3 separate regions of the Mus musculus genome follow, and regions 2 and 3 are each linked to region 1. The links are chromatin contacts, called in public Micro-C maps. All regions are on one chromosome and are shown on one strand. Each heading gives the region's core, a stretch centred on a gene start, on an enhancer-like site or on the middle of the called end of the contact. The rest is flanking DNA. Distances are from core to core; before and after follow the strand shown.

The links. A called contact is a pair of places that touch in the nucleus more often than the background predicts.
Region 2: a contact with region 1 is called in a Micro-C map of embryonic stem cells, with 13 times the contacts expected there. The contact joins the promoter of Lrp2 here to the promoter of Gad1os in region 1. A contact is called at or near these places in 4 of 39 promoter capture datasets (cranial neural crest, embryonic stem cells and liver), 9 of 484 Hi-C or Micro-C datasets (embryonic stem cells and stem cell-derived epiblast-like cells) and 5 of 115 datasets of contacts at active chromatin or transcription factors (all in embryonic stem cells).
Region 3: a Micro-C map of embryonic stem cells shows a contact between it and region 1, with 5 times the contacts expected there. The contact joins the promoter of Ubr3 here to the promoter of Gad1os in region 1. A contact is called at or near these places in 1 of 39 promoter capture datasets (hippocampal neurons), 5 of 484 Hi-C or Micro-C datasets (cortical neurons and embryonic stem cells), 8 of 115 datasets of contacts at active chromatin or transcription factors (astrocytes, embryonic forebrain, embryonic stem cells and 1 more) and 1 of 9 other capture datasets (embryonic stem cells).

Annotation. Positions count from the first base shown.
Region 1 is chr2:70,560,523-70,565,693 of GRCm38.p6, forward strand. It overlaps Gad1os (glutamate decarboxylase 1, opposite strand), which reads right to left and starts at 2,835. Exons shown (of 3, transcript NR_040496.1): 1 at 2,737-2,835. It overlaps Gad1 (glutamate decarboxylase 1), which reads left to right and starts at 1,607. Exons shown (of 17, transcript NM_008077.5): 1 at 1,607-1,810; 2 at 3,246-3,388. The coding sequence starts at 3,310.
Region 2 is chr2:69,583,213-69,588,383 of GRCm38.p6, forward strand. Lrp2 (low density lipoprotein receptor-related protein 2) reads right to left here and starts at 2,817. Exons shown (of 79, transcript NM_001081088.2): 1 at 2,603-2,817. The coding sequence starts at 2,681.
Region 3 is chr2:69,895,244-69,900,414 of GRCm38.p6, forward strand. Ubr3 (ubiquitin protein ligase E3 component n-recognin 3) reads left to right here and starts at 2,003. Exons shown (of 39, transcript NM_177783.6): 1 at 2,003-2,596. The coding sequence starts at 2,052.

The DNA of each region.
Region 1 (5,171 bases), core at 1,585-4,084:
GGTTTGAGGGGCCATTTCCTTCGTGAAACACACACACACACACACACACACACACACATACATACCTAACAGGATCGCAGGGGAACTTCTGTTCCAACTCAGCTCAGCCCACCCTTCGGGTGCTTTTTGTTTTTAAAATGTGCGGGGGCTTTTATGTGAGGCCCAGAGAAAACAGCAATGTTCTCTTTGGTCGCAAGGAGCAGCTTAGTTACTTCAATCCCTTTTGTTGATCAGACCGTATCCTCCCAGCCCTGAGGCTTCCAGCTCCCTCACGAAAATTTCGGTGATTTATACTATTTGTTTTTGATGTTTCCGTTGAGTGGTGATGAAAGTCGCTAAGATGGTCACAAAAAAAGAGACAGGCCTGGGATAAACCATCGAAGACCCAGAGGTGCACATGAATAAACCGGTCTGCTGCTCCACAATATGAGGGAAATCTCTATGAAAACGAGTAAAGCGATCATAGAGTACTCCCCATCACTCAGACAGGCCCAAAAATCCAGTTTGTTTTGCCCCTAAAGGATGAGAAACGGAGGGAGAGGAAAAAGAAAGCCAGGAGGTAGCGGCGAGAAGGCTAGAAGAGGCCGGCCGTTACAGAGCCTTTCGGGCATCTCCAGGTGTTGTCTAGGGCGCACCAGGGAAAAGGCCGCCAGCACGGGGTCTCTGTGTGTTTGGCGCCCTCTGGTGGAAATTTTTTCCAATACCGCCTTTTTATGGTGGGGGACTTCACCCCGCTCAGTAATGTGCTTAAATATTGCCAAGAGAGAATCATTGAACAGCGTGAAACTGAAAAGAAGCGAGGAGAGCGGGCCAAGACACGGAGTGCCGTCCTGGCTTCCCGGAGCCACCCTCCATGCTCTGCTGCCCCAGGCGTGTGGAGCGGCACTCGTGCGTGTTATTAACCTTCAGACATGATCAATTACGAAGATTTCTTTTACCCCTCTCCAGGGAGAGGGCTCAGAGAAAGGGAAATAGACCCCTTGCCTCTTGTGGTGCCAGGTAGCTGTGTTCGAACGAGGTAGTGTGGAGATGGACTGGAAGAAGAAACGGGAGTGCAGAAACTCCAGGGTCTGTCTGGGTGGTCCCCTCATCTCCGCTTTGCCTGTACAGCCATACTGGCTCAGTAGAGCGCTCCCTAGGACACCACCCAGAGAAAACCTTCTGGAATCGCCAATCCAGGACAACCACAGGAGATTGATCAAGGCAAAGCAAATATTCTAGTCTTCTCCAAGATACGGGATGGAGGGCTAGGAAGAGGGGAAGGAAGAATCACCCAGTGAGACAAAATTCTTCGTAGGAATTATATTTTCCCTTGCCCTCACCCAACATCGCCTATCTCAAAAATAATTTAAAAACAAAAAACAAACAAACAAACAAAAAACAGAGCGTGCTGAGTGCATTCTGGATTACTCATAGGACTTTGTCACACACACCCTCCTTTCTGGTCGCAAACCCGTGAGCTGGATTTATAATCGCCCTACAAAGCTCCAGAGGCAGTCAGACACCTGCAAAGGAGCCCCAGCGCTCCGCGGACGAGCTGCCCCCGCGAGCAACGGCCTCGTGATTCCCCCCGCCGAGCGGGTCCCCGCCTCCCCACTCCGCCCCCGCCTCCCCCAAGCCCAGCGGCCGCCTCTCCGGATCTCTCCCTTCTTCAGGCTCTCCCGTGCCGGACCAGGGATCGTGCAAGCAAGGAAGCAGCCCTGGGGTGACACCCAGCACGTACTCCTGTGACAGAGCCGAGCCCAGCCCAGCCCCGGGACGCTTCGCAGAGGAGTCGCGGGAGGGTCCAGCTCGCTGTCGCTGAACCGAGGTGGGTAAATACCGGATCGCCCGGACTTGCCAGAGCCCCGCCTCGGTTATTCAACCCGGTGCCCTCAGCCTGCGGCTTCTTGTCCAGCCCTTTGCCTCACCCCACCAGCACGCGCCTGTCGCCCACCTTCCACAGCCGAGTGCTTCCCGCCAGTCCTGTCGCAGCTGTGGTTTGGCGCACCCATCCCCTACCCTCCTCGCTCTTGAAACCCTTATCAATTTCATTCGGGAGGACACATAAGGGCTGAAGTGACCCCAGAGCCATTTTTTGCCTGCGCTTGGGGGATCGGAGCTCACGGCTGTCGGATACGCGCCTGGGTAGCAGCGGCAGAAGGTGCGAGGAGCGATAACCTGTTACTTCCCCAGCACCCGCGTCCCACCGCCGCCCGCGGAGCTGCGAGAGCGCGCGGAGGTTGCGGGGGGGGGGGGGGACAGATGCTCGGCCCGAGGGACGACACGCAAAAGGCGGCTGGTGGGCTGCGCTCTGCGGGGTCTTAGATTTACCCAGATTACCGTTCTCCTCCCTCTCCTCTCATTCTTTCGCCCGCTCCTTCTCCCCATCTCTTCCTCTTCTCTCGCCCTCTCTCCCTCACTCTGTCCACGAACAAACACCAAATAGGGGAACCGCGCACTCTTCTATCCGAGGTCTCTTGCGCCCTAGGCGCAAATTCGCCACCGGGTGACGGTCTCCTTTTTACCCTCTGCCACCTTCTCTGGCTCAGTGAAACGAACTCTGGGGACTAGGTAGAGTAGAAACAGTGAATCTGGGACGGAGCCTCGCTCTAGGGTTGAGAAAGCTAGAAACGAGGTGGGACAAGAAACTGATCAGCAAGGCTTCGACACGCTGCCTTTTGGCTGTCTGGAGTGCAAGGTGACTGATTCTTAGCGGGTCAAGTCCTGAGGGGCGGAGGACCTATTTCTTCTCACCTTGTCTCACCAAAGTCCCTGTCCCCGGCGCTGTGAGCCTCCTTCTTTCCAAGGAATTGGCCAGACACAACAACGGGAGCCAGACACCGAACCAGACGTGCCCGCCCCGCACGCCCTCCCCCCTCCTCTTCTGCCCGTTCACCAGGCTGCTGGGAGCCCAATGGGGCTTGTCTCGGCTGGGCTGGAATTTGCTCGATGAGTGCTCCCTAGTGCTCCTGGCCCTATCCTCACCCCATCCCTCGCGTCCTGCACCCGCCTCCGGCGCCCCTTAGCTGTGAGCCTCACTCGGAGCACCCCGTTGCGCCTCTAGACTTGAGAGTCGCCCGGGGCTACTGTGCTTGCGCCCCAGTCCCAGAGCTAGCGAGCGCCTCCCCACCCCCTCCCACCGACCGCGCACCAGGACCCAGCCAGCTCGCTGCCCTTGGTCTCCCTTCTGTCTCCGAGACTTCGGTGCCCCGGGCCGCAGGACCTAGAAGCTCTCCCGGCACAGCTCTCCCTTCTGTTTGCAGCCTGTTCCTGCGCCCAGTCTGCGGGGGACCCTTGAACCGTAGAGACCCCAAGACCACCGAGCTGATGGCATCTTCCACTCCTTCGCCTGCAACCTCCTCGAACGCGGGAGCGGATCCTAATACTACCAACCTGCGCCCTACAAGTAGGTCCTGCCCCAGTTTCCTATTAAATGGACTGCAGCGAGGGTGGGGGCGCTGGCACTGCGGGAGGCTGCGCTGTCGGAACGCGAAAGGAGAGCGTAGAAATGATGGAGGCTGAGAAACAAATGGGGCCCTATTCCAGGTTCCTGCTTAGAGGTCATTTGGCTGCCAGGGACGCGAGGTTACTCCCAGGGCACCGAAGAGCAGCGAGGACTTCACAAGGGCCGGGCAAGAAAGATCTTTGGGGTCTAAGGGGCAGAGACGTTCAAGGAGCTGTGTTGTGTTTTTGTGTCTGGCGGGACAACAGGGGTCAGAACAGAGGGGTAGTGTGAGGAACCCGGAGTCTCAGCGAGAACAGTTTCCTAGCTCTAGGTTTGAGATGAAACCTGACCTCCTCCTCTCCTTTCCTCCACCCCCCCCCGCCCCCAGCGCTGTACTCACAGTCCATAATCAGGGGAAATTTCGACGTTAATTGCAGCTTTTAGAAAACTCTGGGTCCCTAATTGCTCCAAATTTGCGTCTAGCTATTGACGAGTGAGGGCGAAGCCAGGGGCGTAAAAGGTGCACAAAACTGCCTGAGATTCAATTAATTACATCTTAGAGACAAAAAAAAAAGGCGAGGGAGGGGCATTTAAGCATCATCCAGAGTGACGGGGGGGGGGGCACCTTGGCAGCTAACTAGGAGGAGATGTGGCTTGGCAAGCCAGGAGGCAGAAGCACCCCTGTGCTTTTTTCTAGAGACCTGTCAGCAGGTGACAAGTCTTGGGGAGAATAGAGAAACCAGATAAAAGGGCATTTATGCTTCCCCATCCGATCTGTCTCTAATTCAGCCTGACTTTCTAACTCCACATAGAGGACTGGAGTCGTGGGATTTATCTTTTTTCCATGTTGGGGTTAAGTCTTTCACCACCCCTCTCCCAAAATTCTATCAGCTCCAGACAGCTCTGCGCCCCCTACCACCAGAATCTCTACAGAAGAGGAGCTGCGGGAGATCTGTGTGGTTGAGAGTGCTTTATTGTTGGCGTCTTTATGGCACTTATTGTAAGCCCCGTGAAAACAACAGTTCCCGTGTACACAAGTGGCAAGCTGAAGGCAGGAAACCCCCCTTTGAATTTCTTGGTGCAGACTCTGAGGCAGGAGACCCTAAGTCCTCAGGCCACCTTGCAGTTCTCTTAGCAGCCCCCCCCCCCTTCCTGCACACAGGCAAGCGACAATTGCCCACACAACAAAGCAGATCCCAGGCAGAGTCGTCAGTGCCGGTGGCACGTGATCCAGGCCTTGGCGGTGGAGTCAGCAGTGGGAGCTGGCCTGGCCGAACTCGAGGCCTGCGCCCCTTTTGTCTGTAGATTGAACCCTGATAGATTTATTTTCCAGTCCTCCCCACATCTTACTCCAGTCTTTATCCCCCAACACACACCGTTATTCCTTCTGCAAGGTTGGGGACCACCCTCCACACTAGGCACCTCTACATCCTAGCAGACTACCCCATAGTTCTCAAATGCCCAGCCTCAGCAAAGGCCAAGTCGATAATCTGAGTCCATACAAGGTGTGGTACCTCCGGAAACCACCTAAATGGAGGCCAGAGATCTAAGGACACCCCACCTCCACCTCCCTTCCCTGGGAACCCCTAACCCTTAACTGGAGAAAGCCTGAGAGAGCTTGCCTGCTCTGTCTAATTTCTGTCCTCCCTGGAAGACACACCCCCACCCGCCCAGTTTGCTGTTGGGCTCTGCCTCTGCAGGGTCTACCGGAAGGCGTCCCTTTCTGCTCCAGTATACACCTTAC
Region 2 (5,171 bases), core at 1,567-4,066, 980 kb before region 1:
ACCCAGTTACAGCCAAAAAGAATTCCAAGCATAGGAACAGAAGACCACCTTGAAATAAATACAACAGCAAACAAGGTTGCAGAGACCAGAGTTAGAAAAAAACAAAAACAAATGTAGCCTGTGTATTACAGGTCCCACTCAAGATACAATCATCACAAAAGGCATAACCAAATTGGTATTGGATTAAAGAATTTAAGTGGGGGACAGATTCTTAAAAAATGAAAAGGAAAGAAAAAAATCACTTCAAAATGCATTTATCAAAATGATTTATCAGGAAAATGCTCGACGCCAAGCCTGACCACTTGAACTGCATTCTGGGATCCACACTACTTTCCACATGTTTATGATATGTGCACTCGCGTGCACGCTTACACACACATGAATAAAGGCAAAATTACATTTTGTGTGTGTGTTTGGAAAAGAAATGAGACCAGAAGATCACAAACAGCCTGAGTCATAACTTCAGGCCAGCCTGGGCTAAACATGGAAACACTGGTTCATTTTAAAAAAAATTAATTACAATAATCAAATAGCAAAACTAAAAATGGTGACACTTGGGCTCTAGTTTGTTACCCAGAATGCCAGGGCGGGCGATGCATGCCATCAATCCCAGCACTCAGGAGGCAGAGGCAGGCAGATCTGAGTTCCAGGCCAACCTAATCAACAGAGCAAGTTCCAGGACAGTCAGGACTACAGAGAAACCCTGTCTCAAATAAATAAATAAACAAACAAATAAACAAATTCCTGAAGAATATATACACATGTCATACACGTGTATGTGTGCATGTATGTATGCTTGTATGTGCTCTCAGCCATATGTTAGGTGATTATTGCATTATCCGCTAAAAACTTGAAAAATGCTTCCCACTTTTTCTCCGTAATTCACATGGATGAGAACTTGAGGAAATCTAGGTACACAGTATTTGGTGACACCAAAAAACAGGGAGAAGAATGCATGTTCCGGTGGTAAAGGGACATCAGCTCAAGAATGTAAGCAACCTTTCCCTCCAGACAGGAACAGAAAAGTACACTAAACCCTAGGGCTATATTTAGCGCATGATATATAACCCTAAGCACTCTCCCTACCGCGGGCGCACACACAATATAACAGTAAGTCTCCTTTCTGCGTTTCCAATACTGTAGAAAGGTGTTCAAAGGAAGAACTGTTAGACATCTTCTCTTGCCGCCCACCCCTCCTTTTCGAAAGATTTTTGCAAAGCCTGGTGGATTTGTTGGCGCTCCCAAACTTCCCAGGAAGTCTGAGATGGGTGCTGCCTGGAGCTGCTGTATAATTACTTACTTGATTCCCTCTAAGGAGCTTACGCTAAGAATTGAGGAAAGAAAGCAGATTAACCATTTGAATACATGCCACGGCCCATCCACAAGCCCTCCCCTCTCTCCTCTCTATAAATGGGGGCTTCCACAGTCCTCACCCATCAACCCCAATATGTGATCTAGGGAAATCAATTTATTGCTTTGACTAATCCTGCAACAATAGGGGTTTCATTTTTATTGTAGGGCAATTAAGTTGTCCGACGGGAAAGAGCGGGAGGGGAAGTGGGGACTGGCCCATCCCCACAGACAGATTAGTCCCTGCAGAGGCTGCAGCGTCCGTTCTGTCTGTCTGGTGGTCGGTCACACGCAGCACCAGGCTGCTACCTAGCAACGAAAGCCAGGGAGAGAGCTCGTGGGTTCTCCTTGAGTCAGTCTCTCTCTCTCTCTCTCTCTCTCTCTCTCTCTCTCTCTCTCTCTCTCTCCCTCCCTCCCTCCCTCCCTCCCTCCCTCCTTCCTCACTTTGCTTTCCCGTTTTCTCCATTCCTTTCAACTTGTCTCTCATTTTCTTCTCTTATAGTTTTCTATTCTAAATAATTTCCTCCCTTTCCTCTCTCTCCCTGTTTCACGGGGAAGGAAAAAAAAAAAACCTCCCGGACAACTTGAAAAAGTTTGTAGTCACTTTAGAAACTTTCTGCATTCCAGTCCCCAAACTCAGGCGCAGCTAACCAGCTCCATTCATCAACACAAAAGCACCCGCTCTGGGTAGGAAAGGGAAAGCCTTCAAGAAAAGTACTCTAGTGTATCAGCCGCTTCCTCTGCCAATCCCACCTCCCCGCCTTATCTGGGCTCGTAAACGATCGGTATCATGAGATGCGGTCTCATGGGGGTCACCGCGGGACAGGGTTTCGCCACTGATGGAAGGAGGCTCTGGCCGGCGGCCCCTGGCGCACGGTGGGATCGGATCTCCCGCGCCGGCTGGACGCTGCAGGTGGAAAGCGGCGCTGGGAGCGGCGTGGAGGACCGCCCCGCCCCAGCCAGAAGAAAGCTGCAGACCCACGCGGGAGACCCTCGTACTCCAGGTTCCATCCTGGAAAGCCTTGAGGGTCAGGACTAATTCCCGTGGGAACAAAGGCACGATAGCCGTGGGACGAGCTGTCACCGAAACCGGTGCGTCCGCGTTCCCCAACCAGTACAAGAAGCGGCGCTGCAGTCATCTCTCCTGGGGTCACCGGAGCGCTCAGCCGGAGCAGCTCCGCAGCCGCCCACCCTCGTCCGGCTCAGCTCCGCAGCGACTATGGTGGCGTAGCGCGGGCAGGTGACCGCTTACCTTGGCCACTGACTGGCGCCAGGCAGGCAGCGATCGCCAGCAGCAGCATCCATGCCGCCGCCGCGGCCCCGCGCTCCATCGCGGAGACGGCCCCGGGCCTCGCCGTTCCTTCCCCGGGAGGTGGGCGCGCGTCGCAGCGGGCACAGGCAGGTTACTCCGCTCCGGAACAGGAGTCTTGCTCAGCAGCAGTCGCTGGCTCCTAGAGGCAGAAAGCCGGTCCCGGCGCCTGAGGCATCCCGTTTTCTACCCGCGCCAGTCCCCACCCTCCAGACAGTGCATAAAGCCCTCTAGACCAGACCGCCCCGGAACTAGCATGCGGGAATCCAGTGGGCCAGGCCCCCTACTGCCCGGCCCGCCCCCTGCACTTTGCGACTCTGGGAGGAGTGGGCCCTCGGACACTTGCGCGCTAGCACATGCACACTCCACAAGCGCGCTCGCTCGTGCATGCTCTCACCCAGGAGCACAGGCTCCGGGAACACAAAACTGCCTCCCACGCTGGCGAGCGCCCACCCCTCGCTCGCACGAGCACACACACTCCAAGGTCCTATTCAATCACTGACAATAATCGCCGCTGCTCACATTCGGAGCAAGGGCTTGGCCTCGCCACTCAGAGGGATGGCTAGACGGGGCGAGGAAGAAATTGGCCACGGACACAAACTCTAAAACGTTATCACCGGTGGGAAGGAATGGAGAAAGGGGGGAAGTCAAGAGCAGCGACTAAAAAAAGAAAGAAAGAAAGAAAGAAAGAAAGAGAAAAGATGAAAAGGGAAAGAAAAAGAACAAATGGGGAAAGGGGAGCAAGGAAAGGGGAAGAGAAAGAAGGGGGAAGAAAAGAAAAGGCAGAGGGTGTTTTAGTGCGGGTCTTTCATCTCAACACTCGGGAGACAGAGACAAGTGGATCTCTGTGAGTTTGAGGCCAACCTGGTCCACACAGTTCCAGGACAGCCTGGGCTATGTAGAAAGAACCTGTCTCAAAAAGAAGGGAAGAGGGAGGGAGGGAGGGAGGGAGGGAGGGAGGGAGGGAGGGAGGGAGGGAGGGAGGGAGGGAGGGAGGACCAGAAAAAAGCTGGACAGAGCCAAGCCGCCTGACCTCCTTGCCTCGGTGTGAACTCGCTAAGCTGCCTCGGGGCCCTCCTCCCCCTGACAGGGTGCAGGCTACCCAGATGGGGTAGCTTGTGTTTTTATAGTCAGAGAGGAGATTCTATCATTGCTCTGGAGGCCATAACTATCTGGCTCCCCAAGCGTCAGGTGTCAGTCATGCCAGACAGCGTCTCCTACAGTTCTGTTCATTTCGAAACAAAACTTGGGGGAGGGGTTGTTTTCTCCGCAATGCCAATAATGAGAGAAACACCAGGAATTCGGGAGAACTCTATGGTTCCCCTCGGGGACCACACTGAACCTGTTAACTGGGAGACAACCCTCTTTAAGAGAGTGGACCTTACACGAGCCCTTCAGACCCCGGTCTTCAGTTCCGCAGTGCCGAGACGAGTCAGTCGGTGCAATTGGTTGCTCTAGGAGCCCCACCGGAGGACCCGGCTGATTCTCAGCCTGATCATCCCAGAATCTTCTGCCCCAGTCGCTGCAGCAAGCCCATAGAGCCCTAGACCATTTTCCTAGAGTCGTTTTCCTTAAGCAAAAGGGCTGTGATGTAGGAAAGGCGGCTATCCACGTGGTGACAGAGCAGGGTCCCTCTGCCTTCCCTCCCTGGAGCGATGGCCTGCCAGTTACTGCCCTCCTCTTCTCCCCCCTGCAAGTATAGTCTGGACCTCTGCTGACCACAACAGCGAGTGCAGCGTGGCTTAGGCTGGCAAGCCTTGGGGATGGGGGACAAATTAGGTGTTGCTTTTGGAAGACAAATCTGGCACCTAAAACTTAAAAGACTTAAAATCAGTAGGTTTGTGAAAACAACGTCTGGACAGGGAAACTAAAGTTAGATGCTTTGGCCAAAGGTTTCTACTCTGAGGCACCCAAGAGGAGCGAGGATTGGGGACCCCAGGGAGGAGGGGTTGGTGTGGAAAAGGAGTCAACAGGTGGGGATTGGGTAGGGGGCGCGAAGCTGCCCTCCAGTCTCAGTTTGTGATTTATGCTGGTCCCAGAATGACTGTACAAGACCGCGCTGGGGTCATGAAGGTTAGAAGCCTTCCAGGGCCAGGCTGCATGGACGTCCCGCATCACTGCTCCGCCAAGTTGCAGAGATCCTCGACCTGTGCCTGGGAGGCAAGTTGTGTGTGTGTGTGTGTGTGTGTGTGTGTGTGTGTGTGTGTGTGCGCGCGCGCGCGCGCGCGCGCTCCACAGTGGCGGTCCAGGGATCCAAGCATTCCTTTCGGCACTGAAGGGTTCTTCTCATTGTTGCTGCCTTTGTGCTCTAGTGTTGCCAACTTACCGGAATTCCAGACGTGGTTGCACAGCGGGGCTCAGGCTGACCACACTAGCCAGCCATTTGTGTAGGGGACCACGCAGCGCTAATCCCAAAAGTATGGCAGAAAGGGGAGGGGGGTATGAGGCGGTGTGGATGGGGGATGACTAAGCGCATGGTTCATCCTTCCTCACACGTTTCCAATTCAAAAAA
Region 3 (5,171 bases), core at 753-3,252, 670 kb before region 1:
ATAGGTGGAACAACAATATGAATTAACCAGTACCCCAGAGCTCTTGACTCTAGCTGCATATGTATCAAAAGATGGCCTAGTCGGCCATCAGTGGAAAGAGAGGCCCATTGGTCTTGCAAACTTTATATGCCTCAGTACAAGGGAACGCCAGGGCCAAGACGTGGGAGTGGGTGGGGGGAGGGTATGGGGGAACTTTTGGGATAACATTGGAAATGTAGATGAAGAAAATACCTAATTAAAAAAAATAAAGAACAAAACACCCCATTGCAACCCCCAAAGCCCCAGGAAAATGATCAGTTAGTAAGGCTGCGGGGATGAGAATTTATTGCTTAAGATAGTTATTGAATACATCAGAACCTTTTAATTTTTTAAATTGTTTTTTACGTATGGGCATTTTGCCTGCATTGGTGTATTACTGTGCAGCACTTGCACGCAGCGGCCAGAAGGGGGCGTTGGGTTCCCTGAAATTGGATTTAAAGTTAGTGAGCTACTATCGGGGTGCGAGGAATCAAACCTGGGTCATCTGGAAGAGGAGCTAGTGTTTTAAAAAAATTACTCATTCCATTCGTTTACATCTCAAATGATATCGCACTTCCCGGTTACCCCTCTACCAATCCCCCTCCCCACTCCTGTTTGCCTGTATGAGAGTGACCCACACTCTCAAGGCTCATGCAGCTGGTGCTCTTAACCAGACTCATCTCTCCAGCAACCCTGGGAATGTAGCTCAGTTGTAGTTTTTCCCTTGTATGCACGGTGCTCTGGTTTCAACCCCTGACCCTGTAAACCAGGCATAGTGCAATAATTCCAGCACTTTGAGATGGAGGTAGGAATTCAAGGTCATCTTAGTTTACACCGAATGCTTGAGGCCAGTCTGGGCCGCAGGACATGTCTTAAAACTCGTAAAGAAGCAAGCAAACTAACCAAAAACTTTCATGGAATGGTGAATGGGTTCCAGTGGCTGGTCTCTTTGTCTTTGACTCTGATCCGGACAGCGAGAAACAGTGATGTTGGTGGATTTTGAAGAGATAACGTAAGGAGCTTGGTTCTTCTCTCCAGTAAAGAGTTTGGGTAAGAGGATAACAAGAGGGCCAAGTAAATGGTGCTTGTTGCCAAACCTGATGACTTGAGTTTAATCCTCAGGAAATCAGATAATAAAGAACCAGCTTCCATAAGGTGTTCTCTGATTAGATGTGTATCGGAGGACTTCTACTCAAACAAATAACTTGAATGTAATTTTTTAAAAAGACAAAAAAACAAAACAAAAACAACAACAACAAAAAAACCCAACCTTACTTTTAATGTGGGCAGTGGAGGGCACCCCTAAATTTTCAGCACTCAGGAGGCAGAGACAGGCAGATCTGTGTCTACAGAGCGAGTTCCACAGAGAAACCTTGTCTCAAAAAATAAAAACCAAACCAAACCAACCAAACCAAGCAAATCAAGAGGAAAAAATAAATAAATAAAAGAAAAGAATCTTACCTTAAAAAAAATTTATTTTAGGAGATTCAGGGGAAGTATTTAGGAGGCAGCTTCACTAACAGCAGGAATTCAGTAGTAATTAAGTCTCTGATAACAGCAATCAACATCTGAAGACCAGATATGGATGCCTAAAATACATCTGGTAGATGTTGTGTTTAATTCCTATGTTCCAGGCAAATAAAGAAAAAAAAAACCCACTTATCTTTTTTCTTTTTATTTATTCTTCTCTCATACATTACATACATCACATACATCCCGACTACAGAGAAACCACTTTTATTAAAGATTGTCTTTGCGCCGAGTTCTTGTGTAAGTAATACTTTTGAAAGTTGGGAGTCAACAGGTTAGAGAGACCATAGGAGCAGAGCCCCAGCCTGGTGGGTGGTGGTGGGGAGCCCGACGAGGGGCGGGGCTTGGCAGGAGGGCGTGGCCAGGGGCGGGGACCGCGCAGAAGTGCTCTGCAGCGCCGGGTATCGCGAGAGTTGGGCGGGCCGAGCCATCGCAGCAGTCAATTCCCCCACCCTCCCGGGAGGAGCCGGGGGCCTGGACTCTGCAAATTCTGAGCTCTCATCATGGCGGCGGCGGCGGCCGCGGCGGCCGTCGGGGACCCGCAGCCGCCCCAGCCGGAGGCGCCGGCGCAGGGGCTGGCTTTAGACAAAGCGGCCACCGCCGCTCATCTGAAGGCCGCTCTCAGCCGGCCGGATAACCGTGCGGGCGCCGAGGAGCTGCAGGCGCTGCTGGAGAGGGTGCTGAACGCCGAGCGGCCGCTGGCCGGGGCTGCGGGCGGCGAGGAGGCGGCGGGCGGCGGCGGCGGCGGCCCGGGCGAGGCGGAGGAGGATGCCCTGGAGTGGTGTAAGTGCCTTCTGGCCGGCGGCGGCGGCTACGAGGAGTTCTGCGCGGCCGTGCGGGCCTACGACCCCGCGGCGCTCTGCGGCCTGGTCTGGACGGCCAACTTCGTGGCCTACCGCTGCCGGACGTGCGGCATCTCCCCCTGCATGTCGCTGTGCGCGGAGTGCTTCCACCAGGGCGACCACACTGGACACGACTTCAACATGTTCCGCAGCCAGGCCGGGGGCGCCTGCGACTGCGGGGACAGCAACGTAATGCGGGAGAGCGGGTGAGTGGAGTCCTGGCGAGGCGAGGCGAGCCGGGCCGTGTGATCTTGCGGGGGTCGGGGGGGAGGAGCCCCAGGGGGAGATCCCTGGGAGCCGACCCGCATCTGCCAGGGGAAGCTTGGGGGAGCGCGCAAGGGGTTGGAGGTGACTGAGCTGTCACTGGTGGGAAGGGGGTGGGGAAGAGAGGAGAGCATGTGCGGGGAACCAGGCTGAGAAATTTCAAGGAGGTCAGGGTGGGCGAGCGATGCGGGAGAAGGGTTCATTCAGTGTGTGGGGCGAGAGGGCAGGGACGGGGAGCGGATGCTGGGGTTAAATCTGGTGTGGAGCTGTCAGTTGTGTACTTGTTGCGAAAGGGTGTACAGCTGCCTGCCTGGTTCTGGGGAGAGCCTTAGAAGTGATTTAGATTGACTGGGAGGGAGTGATTTGGGATCTGAATTGGGTCAGTTGGGTCACAGGAGGCCGAGGGCCAGGGGGAGGGTCTTACAACTGCAGGTTAGGACCCTTGTGTGTGGGGGGGAAAAGTGTCTGTGTGTCTGTCGGAGTGAGGGACAGAGCTCTGGAGCTAATGGGGTTGCGGGAGGAGGGAAGGGGAGGGGCTTGCATAAAAAGGGACTGTTGAGCTGTCAGTGGAGTATGTGATATGCCGAAGTGACCGAGAACTGGGCCCCTGAGCCGTCAGATATAGAATACGCCTTACACCAGAAGGAGGAGGAAATCACTGAGCGAATTAGGAATCAAGTGCTGCTGGGTTTTATCTAGTTAAGGGCGCCTTATTCATTAATGCGAGAACATCCGCCGAAAAGGAGACACTGGACACATGCATCTTTGACAAACGCATTGATGCGTGCAGTGCACCTGGTGTGCCATGGCACCTATGCCTTAATCCACATACACTACATACCTTACATAGGAGTTAGAGGCTGGAGAAGAGTTTCTGAGCAGACGGACTAAGAAAAAGGATTCAGGAGTTAGCAAGACCCTGCAAAGAGTAATAATCAGGGCTAGCAAATAGAGCTGGATTTTTTTTTTTTTGGCTTTTTAGCATTTTAATATTTATATATTATTGAATATAAAAGCCAAAATAACCTATAGTGAAAAATTTCCTCCTTTCTGGTCTCTCATCTGCCAGTTCCTTCTCATTGCTTTTAGTTTCTCTCAGTCCAAAGCAAGCAACAGTAAATGTTTCCTCGTCCTGCTGTCTCCTCTCATGCAGAAGGTAACATGGTTGTGCATCTTCCCTCTCTGTGGGTTCTTGATTCTGTAGTGTAAAGACAACTATACAGTGTTCGGTGAGTTTGCTGCCCTTGATTTAACAATGTCATTTTATGGGCAAGGAGAGGCCTAGTATAAAATAAAAACCTAGGTGTACCAGTCTTCTCTCACCTGTAGAAGAATATCACTGGGGTAAATTTACAAAAGTGGGACTTAAAAATTGTTCCTCCTAAGTCTTGTAATAACTACTGTATGGAATGGCCTGTTTGCCAATAACTTTTTTAATTTTAATTTTTTGGTTTTTCGAGACAGGATTTCTCTGTGTAGCCCTGGCTGTCCTGGAACTCACTCTGTAGACCAGGCTGGCCTCGAACTTAGAAATCTACCTGCCACTGCCTCCCAAGTGCTAGGATTAAAGGCATGTGCCACCACTGCCCGGCACCAGTAGCTTCTTTAACAGTGTTATTAAAACTTTAGATTTTTTCCTGTTTGGTGGAAGTTGTCAAATTTTAACTGCTTTACATAATTTAACTCATATAATCTTTAACAAATTTGAGATGCTGTTGTTATTCCCATTGGAAAGGAAAACAGGGCACAGATTTTAAAACTTGGTAAAAATCGTGCAGTAAGTTAAGTATGGTAAGTAAGCTAGGCTTGCTGACTGTATGCTGACCTTTCAGCCACTTCCCCTACTGCCCTTGTTAAACTGCATTCTTTAATTTGTTTTGGGGCATTTACCTGGGGTGTTGGGCAGACCAAGAATGTACTCTCCCACTTTGTTACACCTTCAATCCTATGGAATCAATACTATTTGTATTGGTTTTTCTGCTCAGTACTGTTTTGTCCTTTTGATTTTAATCTCATTTTAAAACCTCCAATTGAAAAATAAAATTTTATTTCATGTATATGTATTTTGTGTGTGTGTATGTGTGTGTGTGTGTGTGTGTGTGTGTGTGTGTGTAGGTTAGGAGACAAGTTTGTGGAGTCAGCTTTCTCCTTACACTATTATGAGGGCTCTGGAGACCAAATTTAGGTAGTTGAGCTTGTGTGATGCTGAGCCATCCTGCTGGCCTGTCGAACTTCTTTTAAAAGAGGGATGTCAAGTCACAGATGACTTAGAGCAGTCTCTTACAGATACAAAGACATTTTTACTTCTTGTTCTAGGTTAGCATTCAGGGGAACTAAGAATGAAATAATGTTGGATCTTCTGGAATTTGGATCAAAGTGGTAATAATCAAATTTTCTGGATGAAGTGCAAATCTGTCATTTTAAAATTATGATGCTTCATTGTGGAAGTGGAAATAATGTTAGTCTGTTTGAGATAGGTTCCTGGAACTTGCTGTATAGACCATGCTGGCTTTGAAC